Linked DNA regions of Mus musculus: region 1 is linked to region 2. A link is a contact called in public HiChIP or PLAC-seq data. All regions are on one chromosome and are shown on one strand. Each heading gives the region's core, a stretch centred on a gene start, on an enhancer-like site or on the middle of the called end of the contact. The rest is flanking DNA. Distances are from core to core; before and after follow the strand shown.

What was found. HiChIP or PLAC-seq counts read pairs in DNA pulled down with a chosen protein or histone mark.
Region 1: a contact with region 2 is called in a BATF HiChIP or PLAC-seq map of CD8 T cells, with 15 read pairs. The contact joins two enhancer-like sites. A contact is called at or near these places in 1 of 15 datasets of contacts at CTCF or cohesin (CD8 T cells) and 2 of 115 datasets of contacts at active chromatin or transcription factors (CD8 T cells and memory CD8 T cells).

The regions. Positions count from the first base shown.
Region 1 is chr9:118,421,721-118,426,427 of GRCm38.p6, reverse strand. All of the region lies in intron 5 of Platr11 (a long non-coding RNA gene), which reads left to right. Among named protein-coding and RNA genes, the nearest start is that of 4933432G23Rik, 5.8 kb to the left of the region's middle. Within about 2 kb of position 1,802, at least 13 of the 459 cell types and tissues checked have an H3K27ac peak or open chromatin away from gene starts, as enhancers often do. A contact at or near this core is called in CD8 T cells and memory CD8 T cells, where this site is marked.
Region 2 is chr9:118,283,291-118,288,025 of GRCm38.p6, reverse strand. No RefSeq gene overlaps it. Among named protein-coding and RNA genes, the nearest start is that of Gm33088, 58 kb to the left of the region's middle. Within about 2 kb of position 2,590, at least 20 of the 459 cell types and tissues checked have an H3K27ac peak or open chromatin away from gene starts, as enhancers often do. A contact at or near this core is called in CD8 T cells and memory CD8 T cells, where this site is marked.

The DNA.
Region 1 (4,707 bases), core at 553-3,052, 140 kb before region 2:
ATGAGTGTATGCCCCAGATCCTCCTTCAAGGAGGGTGTGGTCTGTCTATAGCCTCTGGTCAGCTGTCATCTCCTTTACACTTGGTCTTAGTGGCAGAGCCACCTGGACAATACCCACGTCCTGTGCGTCTGGGGGCTGGGAGCATATTCAGTAGACAGCTAGGTCATGTTGGATCAGTCTGAGTTGGCCCTGTGGGAGCTTACCTGTTAGGAGGGGACTGCAGGCCTGGTCAGGGTAAAGCTTTTCAGTGTAGTTTGACTTAGTTTTCTATGTAATCTAGTCCATTCTTGGGTACAGAATGAGACCCAGTCTTTTTTGGTGGTGAGAGTTCAGGGTAGAGTTTCTCTGTGTAGCCCTAGAACTCCCTCTGTAGAACAGGCTAAGCTTTTCTCTCTCTCAGAGGCTATGCTTTTTTTCTTTTTTTCAAGATAGGCATGGTGGAATATGCCTTCAACCTTAGCGCTCAGGAGGCACAGGCAGGTAGATCTGAGTTTGAGGCTAGCCTGTTCTATAGAGGGAGTTCTGGAGCTATACAGAGAAACTCTGTCTTGAACTCCTTGCTCCCCCACCCCAAAATATTGAGTCTCATTCTGTATCCCAGAATGGACTAGAGCAGTTGTTCTCAACCTCTGGGTTGAGACCCCTTGAGAGGGGGTGTCAAACAAACCTTTCACAGCTTTGGCATATCAGATATACTGCATATATGAAATTTATATACGATCATGACAGTAGCAAAATTATACTTGTGAACTAGCAACAAAAATAAATTTATGGTTGGGGGCCACCACAACATGAGGTGCAGGAGGGCCAAGGCACCACCCAACAGTAACTCAATACTTGTGTGTGTGTGTGTGTGTGTGTGTATGTCTATAGTCTGAACCATACAAAATGGTTTAATATCCTTTAAAAAAAAAAAAAACTGGAAGAAACCATCTTTGAATCCCTTCCCCAGCTCACCTGCCCCTTTGCCTGCCTTTCTCTGTTCTTCACTGCCTGGCCGCTGTCACCTCTCAGCTTCCTTTCTAAAGGTTATACTAGCTTACACTTATACCAGTTCACTAATACATGTATTGTGGCATATATTATTATATAGTATATTACGCTAGTGGGCATATATACAGGGGAATACGTGACCTGTTTGCTTGCCTTTTTCTGAGTTTGGTCCCCTCCCTCGACACTATACTTCTCAGGTTTGCTTATTTCTCTGTTCATTCCATGGTCTCCCCAGTCCTTGGGATACTTTTGAGACAGACACTCCTGTCGCCAAGGTCTTCTGGAACTTACCGTGTAGCTGTGGATGACGTCGAACTCATGACCCTCTTACCTTTACCCCCAAATCAACATCTTGGGGTAGCATCAGTTCTTTTTTAAAGCCTATGTAATCAAGCCCTCAAGCATCACCCTTCATTTTCACTGAACCTGAAATTTATTAATTGGATACTCTGGTGAACCAGCAAGCTTCAAGTGTGCTCCCATCCCCACCCTCCTGGTTCTGGGTCCTCACGATTGCATGGCAAGGACTTTACCAACTGAACCACCTCCTCGGACCTTGTAACCATTTTCAAGACATGGTCTAGACTGGCTCAGAACTTCCTATGAGGGTCTGGATGGCCCTGGCCTCCTGGTCCTTCAGCCACTACTTCCCAAACCATAATGACTTCCTTAGCTTTAGGCTTCAAGAGAACTGAGTCTGTATACTGCTCTTCCTCATGGGAGGCTGGAAATGAGGGTACCGAGAGACTCCGAATCTCCCCAGTGCTATAGGTCACAGGAGCAGTCCACTTGTGGTCACAAGAGCAGAGCCAGCTCTGAATTCACCTGGGCCTTCACTCAAGGCTCTCTACCGCAGCCTGCGGTGCTGTGACCAGCTGTTTCCTACTTCATTAAAGCTGCCTCCTTCTTCCTGCCTCACGGGCATCTCAACAGGAGTCTCTACCCTGTCAGTTTAGTGACCCTTGTCTATAACGTCCTCAACCACCCATGCCTCCTGGAGGTCAAGGCTCTACAGGGCCTAGTCTTGGCTTACCTTCTCTTTCAGGTCTCAGTTCTTGAAACAAAACTACATTTTCTGGTTGGCAGCTTTCTCTGAATACCTCCTACCCTTGACCACAATGGTGATAGTTCATTTCCCCCTGCCAGTTCCGCTGGAGTGCACCTCCAGGAAAGTGTGGGTCACCCTTCACCTCCCAGCACTGAGCTCACAGTCTGGATTCAGTAGGAGCTCAATTTATGTCTGCTGAAAAAAAAGAGAGAGAAAACTTTGGGAAGCGAATGCTTCCTCTTGTTTCCATTGATATTGGCTCCAATTTTCTTCTGTTAATTATTCAATCATAGGAGATTTCCACACAAAGACATTACTGTATATGGGCTGGGGAGATGGCTCCGTGATCACAAGTGGACTGCTCTTTCAGAGCACCCAAGTTCGCACCCCAACACCCCTATCACGGTGCTCACAACTGTTTTGTAACTGCAACTCCAGGGGATCCCAGACCTTCTCTGGCCACCATAAGCATCCACACACACGTGGCACACACACAGTTTTAAGAGGTATCATGGTGAGTATTAGTTACTAGATTATTGTTGTCAGGCTATTTCCAAAAGGGATGTAGAGACTAGTGGCTACTGGGGAAAATCTCCTTGCCTTGGTTGGTGAGGTCATGCTTAGTTCTTTTCAAGAAGTCCAGAGACTAGTTGTCCTGCAGAAATGGAAAATCCATCGCCTTCCTCAGGGCCCTGCCCCCAAGGCCTGGGAACCCCGTGGAGGGTGCTTGCCCAGCTTGCCACTGGCCCTGTGAACTCATTCTTTAAAACTGAACTTCTGCTGGCACCCTTTGACCTCATTAAGTACCCATAAATCATCTTGCACAAAGGTGTGAAATGTTGACGGCCATTCTAACACTTGCCCTGCAAGCTCACATTCGAGAGAAACAAGTGGGGCAGCGCCAGCACGGCCACCAGCACGGCCACCTTCCGTTCTGCGTGGCTTCACTCTGTACACACGAGGAGTTCACAGATTCAGTGTGCAGGCTTGCTAGCTTTTTCCTCTTTAAACTGGCCTAGCGTTTTCTTTTTTAAATCACAAATGTACTTTTTCAATATAAATCGAATGGACAACTCAGAATTTTGAAAAGAGAGAAAAATAGAAAACAATCGGATGTTCAGATATCTCACGTTTGCTTTTGCGGTTATTTTCTGCATTCTGGAGAGTGTGATGGGTGAAGAATAGGGAGAAACTTGTCAAAGGCTTTTCTTCTCAGGTTGTTCTGGATGCAGTGCGCGCACCTGCGTGCGTGCGTGTGTGCGTGTGTGTGTGTGTGTGTGTGTGTGTGTGTGTGTGTGTGTGTGTGTGTGTGTGTAATGTTGTATGTAGCATGTGTGTGTGGTATGTATATGTGTGTGGTGTTTGTGTGTGCACCTGTGTGTATGTGCATATGTGTGGTGTATGTGTGGTATGTGTGCAATGTGGTAAGTGTGTGTACACGTATATGTCTGTGTGATGTGTTGTATGTGTGTGGTATGTGTATGCGTGTGTGTGGTATGGTGTGTGTGTGTATGTGTGCACAATGCACATGCTCATGCAATCTACTAGGTTTATGTAGTTCAGAGCCTGAGCATCAGCCAGAGCACCCAGGCCCCTGCTGTGCTGCCTGCTTCATGCCCCTTGCTTAGGAAGCACTGCTGTGCTTGGACAGACGTGAGCACTTACCCGTTGCTTTTAAAGAAGCATTTGGTTCTAGGGAGTAACCTGAGCCTGGGGAGCAGATGGCATCTGCTTGCTCTCCCTTCCAAATCCCACATTTGATGCAGAGACCTTTCTTATTGCATAGATCCTTACCACAGTAATCATTTCTTTATAAAGATTTACTTTGTGTGTGTTTGAACAGTCTGCCTGCATATCTGTCTGTGCAATAGATGCACAAAGTCACTGCAGGGACCAGAGGAGGGCATGGCATCCTCTGGGGCCTGAGTTACAGATGATTGTGAGCTGCGAATCCAACCCAGGGCCTCTGAAAGAGCAGATGAGCTGACTCTCCAGTCCTGGCTTTAGAGAATTGCCAGTTTTGTACTAAGAATAAGTTGGTCAAGAACGCCCCTTTGATTTAACTGCAGCCCAACTGGAGCCACTGAGCTGGCTGTCCTAGTCCTTCCCCAGTGAGCAGGAGCGATCTCCCGAGGAACCAGCATTAGCTCCGGCAGGTTTGCTGAGAGGGGAATTAGTCTGTGAGATTGCGTTATCAGCTCTCTTAGACCTCTAGGTGTGCCTGTCTGCATGTGTGGATAAAAGTGTGTGTGGTTGGGTGCCAGCGGAGGGAAAGAGGACTGGAGCACAGAGCTGGAGCTACCGGTGTTCGTGAGCAGCCCGATGTGGTGCTAGGAACCAGACTCAGGCTCTTTGTAGGAGCAGCAGACACTCTTAACTGCCGAGTCCATTTTCAGCCCCTTTAGACAGTTTGTATTCAACTAGAGTCAGAACTATATCTGCATTCCTCTTAAATATTTTGCAATTTTGTTATTGTTTAAAGATCTGATAGGTAACTGAGGTGTGAATCTAATTATCTCTGTGATTAGTTGACAAATGAATTACCCACATGGTTGAAGGTGCTAAATTCTGTTGTTGGCTTGGCAAATGTTTATTAATCTCCTTTTTTTTTTTGCATACCTGGCTCTATCCAAGGTGCTAGAGACACAGCAGAAACCCAGGCAGAA
Region 2 (4,735 bases), core at 1,341-3,840:
TTACTTCAAGAGCTCATCTGGAAGTTTTGGCCGAGCACACAGCTGTTGTAGACCCTTGCCTGAACCCCCATCCTCTTATGTTTAGGGAAGGTCAGTCTCTTTAACTAAGGCACAGTTTCTGGAGCATCAAACAGGGAATGGTGAGGACGGGGACAGCTGCGGAGCCAGCCAGATCAGCTGAGTCAACCCTGGCGATCAATGGGGTGACAGATGTCACAGCAGCCAGGTGCCCTCACATCCAACAAGTCTTTGGAGACAGAGGGAACAGTGCAAAGTGTGGAGTCAGAATCGCCTCTTTCATAGGAGATGCGTGCCTCTGTGTGTGTGTGTGTGTGTGTGTGTGTGTGTGTATTTGTGTGTGCGCACGCGTGTATGTAGTAAGAGAGGAGAAGCTAGGTTTGAATAAACAGGCATGCAGCAAAGCAGCAAAGCAGCTTCAACCCGTCAGTGCCTCAAGGCTCCGCATCAATACTTTCATGTGTAAGCACTGAGCTCCTTAAGAACTCAAACTGTCACATGGTGGTGACAGTGGGGGAGGGGAGCTTAAAACAGCACCCGAGGGCTGTCTCAAGATCAATCTCTCTGCCCCTGACATCCCAAAGCCGAGCCCAGTGTGTCAGGCTGCGTTGGGTTCTCAGCCAGCGGCCCCCAGGTCACTGGTAGAATTCACTTCCTTGACACTCCCAGCTCTTGCCACAAGGTCCCCACAGAAACAGAAACAGAGAATCTTCACATTGATCTTCTCTCCTGCTACCCATCAGGGAAAGTCTGTACCTTTAAAAAATGGAGTATTTTCTGAGAATTCCACAGAATGTATTCTGGTCATATTTGCTTCCTCCTTCTCCCCTCCCAGGTCCCCCAGATCCTTGCACCTCCTCATCCCTCCCAACTTGATTTCTTCTTTCCTTGTTTATAACCTACCAAGTTCAATTTGTGCAGCTCGTATTCTCATGGTAGCAGGGCCATCCATGGAACACGGTTTACCTGCCAGAGGCTTAAGAAAACCAGCCCTCCCTTCCCCAGAAGCCGGATAGGGAAGGGCCAAGAAGTCAGGAAAGACAATATGAAATGTAGACATGAGACTAGGTACTAGAAAATTACGAGTAGATATCCACATATGGATGTTCTAAGAGATGAACCAAGCGCCACAAGAACACAGAAAACACTACATGAGAGTAAAATAAAATACAGGTGCTTAAGTGTGGAACACACCATCCTTCCTGGCAGATAGGAGGAGCTGGCTACAAGGCTAGAAGGATAAGCTAGGTTTCATGGTGTATGAATCTTTGGTAGATATCTTTGGCTAGTTATTCATTGATTTAAAAGTGTAAAAAATAAAAATAATACTTGAATGCAGAATATCAAGATAGAGTGTAGGAGAGAGAGGAAGGGGGAAGAGAAAGAGAGAGAGAGAGGAGTGAGTTTTAGTTTTTTCTTTTTAATTCTGTCAGTCCAAATATGCACAATGACTACAAATAGTTTAATAATATAATCATATTAAAGATAGAAAATATATATTGCATTTTATGAATTATTCTATTTTTACTAGTGTTAGGAATTAAACTTGGTCTTGGGCATGCCAGTCATGCTTTCTGCTAATGAGCTACACTCCAGCCCTCAAAACGACTCCACTCCCCAACACTAGTGCCTGGATTGTGACCATGCTGTCCCATAGGCAGCTGGCATCTATACCAATATGCAAAGGAATTTTCCTCTTTGTCATTAGTTGTCCAGTTAAGCTCAGTGGACCATGCTCACACATACACAATTTTTTTGAGATAGTTAACAGCTTATTATTATTATTATTATTATTATTATTAATGCATGCTTATTATTCCTCTACTCCAAATATCAACACCACTAGGAGAGATATCTATAGCTCATGCTTATACTACATCATCTCTAGTACATACAGTATAGCCCAGGCACCAACAAAGCAGAGGAAGGTCTCCTGGTCTCATCCCTGCAAGGACTACAAGATACCAGCAGATCACCAAAAGCAAATTGCCAATCACAAGCCTCAGATACATTTCCAAAATCGTGTGAAGTTGACCAGAGGTGAGTTTCTTTTCCCTATAACTTCTTGGGGGTGGAGGTGGGGGTGGAGGTGGGGGAAAGAACTTATTTGAAATCAGCTGTAGAGAAGGTGGGCATGGAACGAGAAAGGTTATCCTGTATGATGGTGATTCATTTCCAAACTAAATTCTTCTGCAAGATAGTGACCTTATCCAATGGGGGCTGCCACTCCTCTGAAGTGTCTTTGAGTCACTTGAGGGTGAATCTGCACTTCAAAGACAAAGATCAAAGACATGTGTTTCTGGGTGCACAGCTTCCTGCCCAGGGTACTTACCTTCAAGACATAGACTCTAGGGGAAGCTTGCTTCTCCTGGAAAAGGGAGCCTGGATTTCCCTGTAACTTCAACAGGCATAAGCAGGTGATTTCCTAGCTGGCTTCTAAAGACTCACTACCTTCGGCTTCTTCAGACAGCCGTAGTTCCCAGCACTGAAAGTTACATAAGCAAAGCTGCCTGTCTAGAAGCCAGGCATCTTAATGGCAGGTCTCTTTCTTAAGTCCTGATTTTCTCAGATCTCTTGAGTTCTCCCCACAGCACTCAGGGCTGATCTTATAGCCAATGTTACAGTTTCCCTTTTCTAGTCAGTAACTGTGGCTGCAAGTTTTACCTGATAGTGTCAGCCAGAAATATGAGTGTACATAAATGAGTGAGTGAAGGAGTGAATGAATGAATGAATGAATGAGTGAAGGAGTAAAAGCTGCCTGCTACACATTTACTATACAGCTCCAAGCTCCATCCACAAACGTCCATTCAGTCTGTCACTAGTAACTGTCTTGATCAATTTACTGTCATTGTCTCTGTCTCTGTCCCCAGTTCAGTTGTGAGAAGGAGAGGGGAGGGGGAGAGGGGGATGGGGAGAGAGAGAGAGAGAGAGAGAGAGAGAGAGAGAGAGAGAGAGAGAGACTGGAAGGAGAAGGAGGGATTCCTACCCTGGGAGACAGAGACAGGCAGATCCCCTGGGGTTTACTCACCAGTCAGCCTTGATCCAGATGATGACCGTCTGTGTCTCAGTAAAAACAACACAACTCTTGTCTGTGTGGTCCAGTGAAGCCCAAAGTCTGAACTTTGATTTCCTCTGACAAAAGCCCCCTCCCTGAGGACTAGCTCCCATCATACCAGAAAGTGCCGTGCAAACTGCCAAGACAGCAAAGCAGCGTCCCCAGCTGTGACACCTACAGTCCACAGCCATGCCAGCATACCGAGATACCCCTAAAGGCGAAACAGTGGCCTTCTATCTCCGTGGTAACCACAGCTCTCTAACTGGACTTAGGCTTACTCAGTGGGAGGGAAGCCATGCCAGATAAACCTGGCCAACTATCCACGTGAGATGCTACAGGAGAGCAACTACTGCTGCCTTGCCAACTTAGCCCAAGTTCTAACTGCATTCGAAATATCTTCCTTATAACCACAGGTAACCTTAACTCTCACCACTCATTACAAATGCTTCCTTTTCTAGAAGATGGGGGCCAGTAAAGAAATTATCAAAATACACTAATCAACTGATTGCATAGCGCCAAACCTGAACTGACACATCTACAACATGATCCTTAAGACTCAGGAAACATAATGAAAGGCTGGGCTGGGGGTGAGTTTTAAGAGTCAGAAGACCAGGGCATCTGCTGTAACACAATGTTTCCTATATATGACAGGATGTTGCACCCAGGAAATCTCAACATCAGGTTGCTTAAACAAGACCGTCATAGTAATACCACCAGCTGGCATGCCAACATGGAGTGAGAAATTATCATAGAGCCACACCCCTAGATGAAGAGCAATAGGAAACTAATGGCTACTGACACACACACACACACACACAGAGAGAGAGAGAGAGAGAGAGAGAGAGAGAGAGAGAGAGAGAGAGAGGGAGAGGGAGAGGGAGAGGGAGGGAGGGAGGGAGAGGGAGGGAGGGAGGGAGAGGAAGGGAGGGAGGGAGAGGGAGGGAGGGAGGGAGAAGGAGGGAGAGAGAGGGAGGGAGAGAGAGAGAGGGAGGGAGAGAGAGAGAGAAAGAGAGAGAGAGGGAGGGAGAGAGAGAGAAAGAGAGAGAGGGAAGGAGAGGGAGAGAGAGAGAGATCTAGGGATGAGCCTCCTAATTTGTTATTCAATCTCTAAAAACATATACATACAAGCAGCACTAAATGGACTCAGAAGGTTGTATTTATATATTTACACACACACACAAACACACACACACACACACACACACACACACACACACACACAACAATAATTAAAGAAAATGGGCCATGAATTTCAGAGGGAACAAAGTGGGGCCTGTCAGGAGTTGGAGGGAGGAGAGAGAAGGGGGAACTATTTAATGTCTGTGAAGTACTCTTAAATGAAATTCTCAAAATAATCAATAAAACACACATACAATTTAGAAAGGCAAGTTTGAAAACTGGAGGACAGATCCTTCCCAATGAGCTGGCATTCCAACCCAAGTGTGATCTTGCATGGGGCAGCCATGTTGACTTTGAAGCTAGACTTTTCTTGAGGTTGAAACTCAGGGGTAAAGAAGAAAGCTAGAGTTATCACAACTGAGGCAGGGGGTGAGGGAGGAAATGAAGGGAGAGTTGGAGAGAAAGCTCAGCAATCCGAGCAAAGCACTGACTCCTTTTCCAGAGGGCCATCGTTTGGCTCCCAGCACCCACATGGCAGTGGCT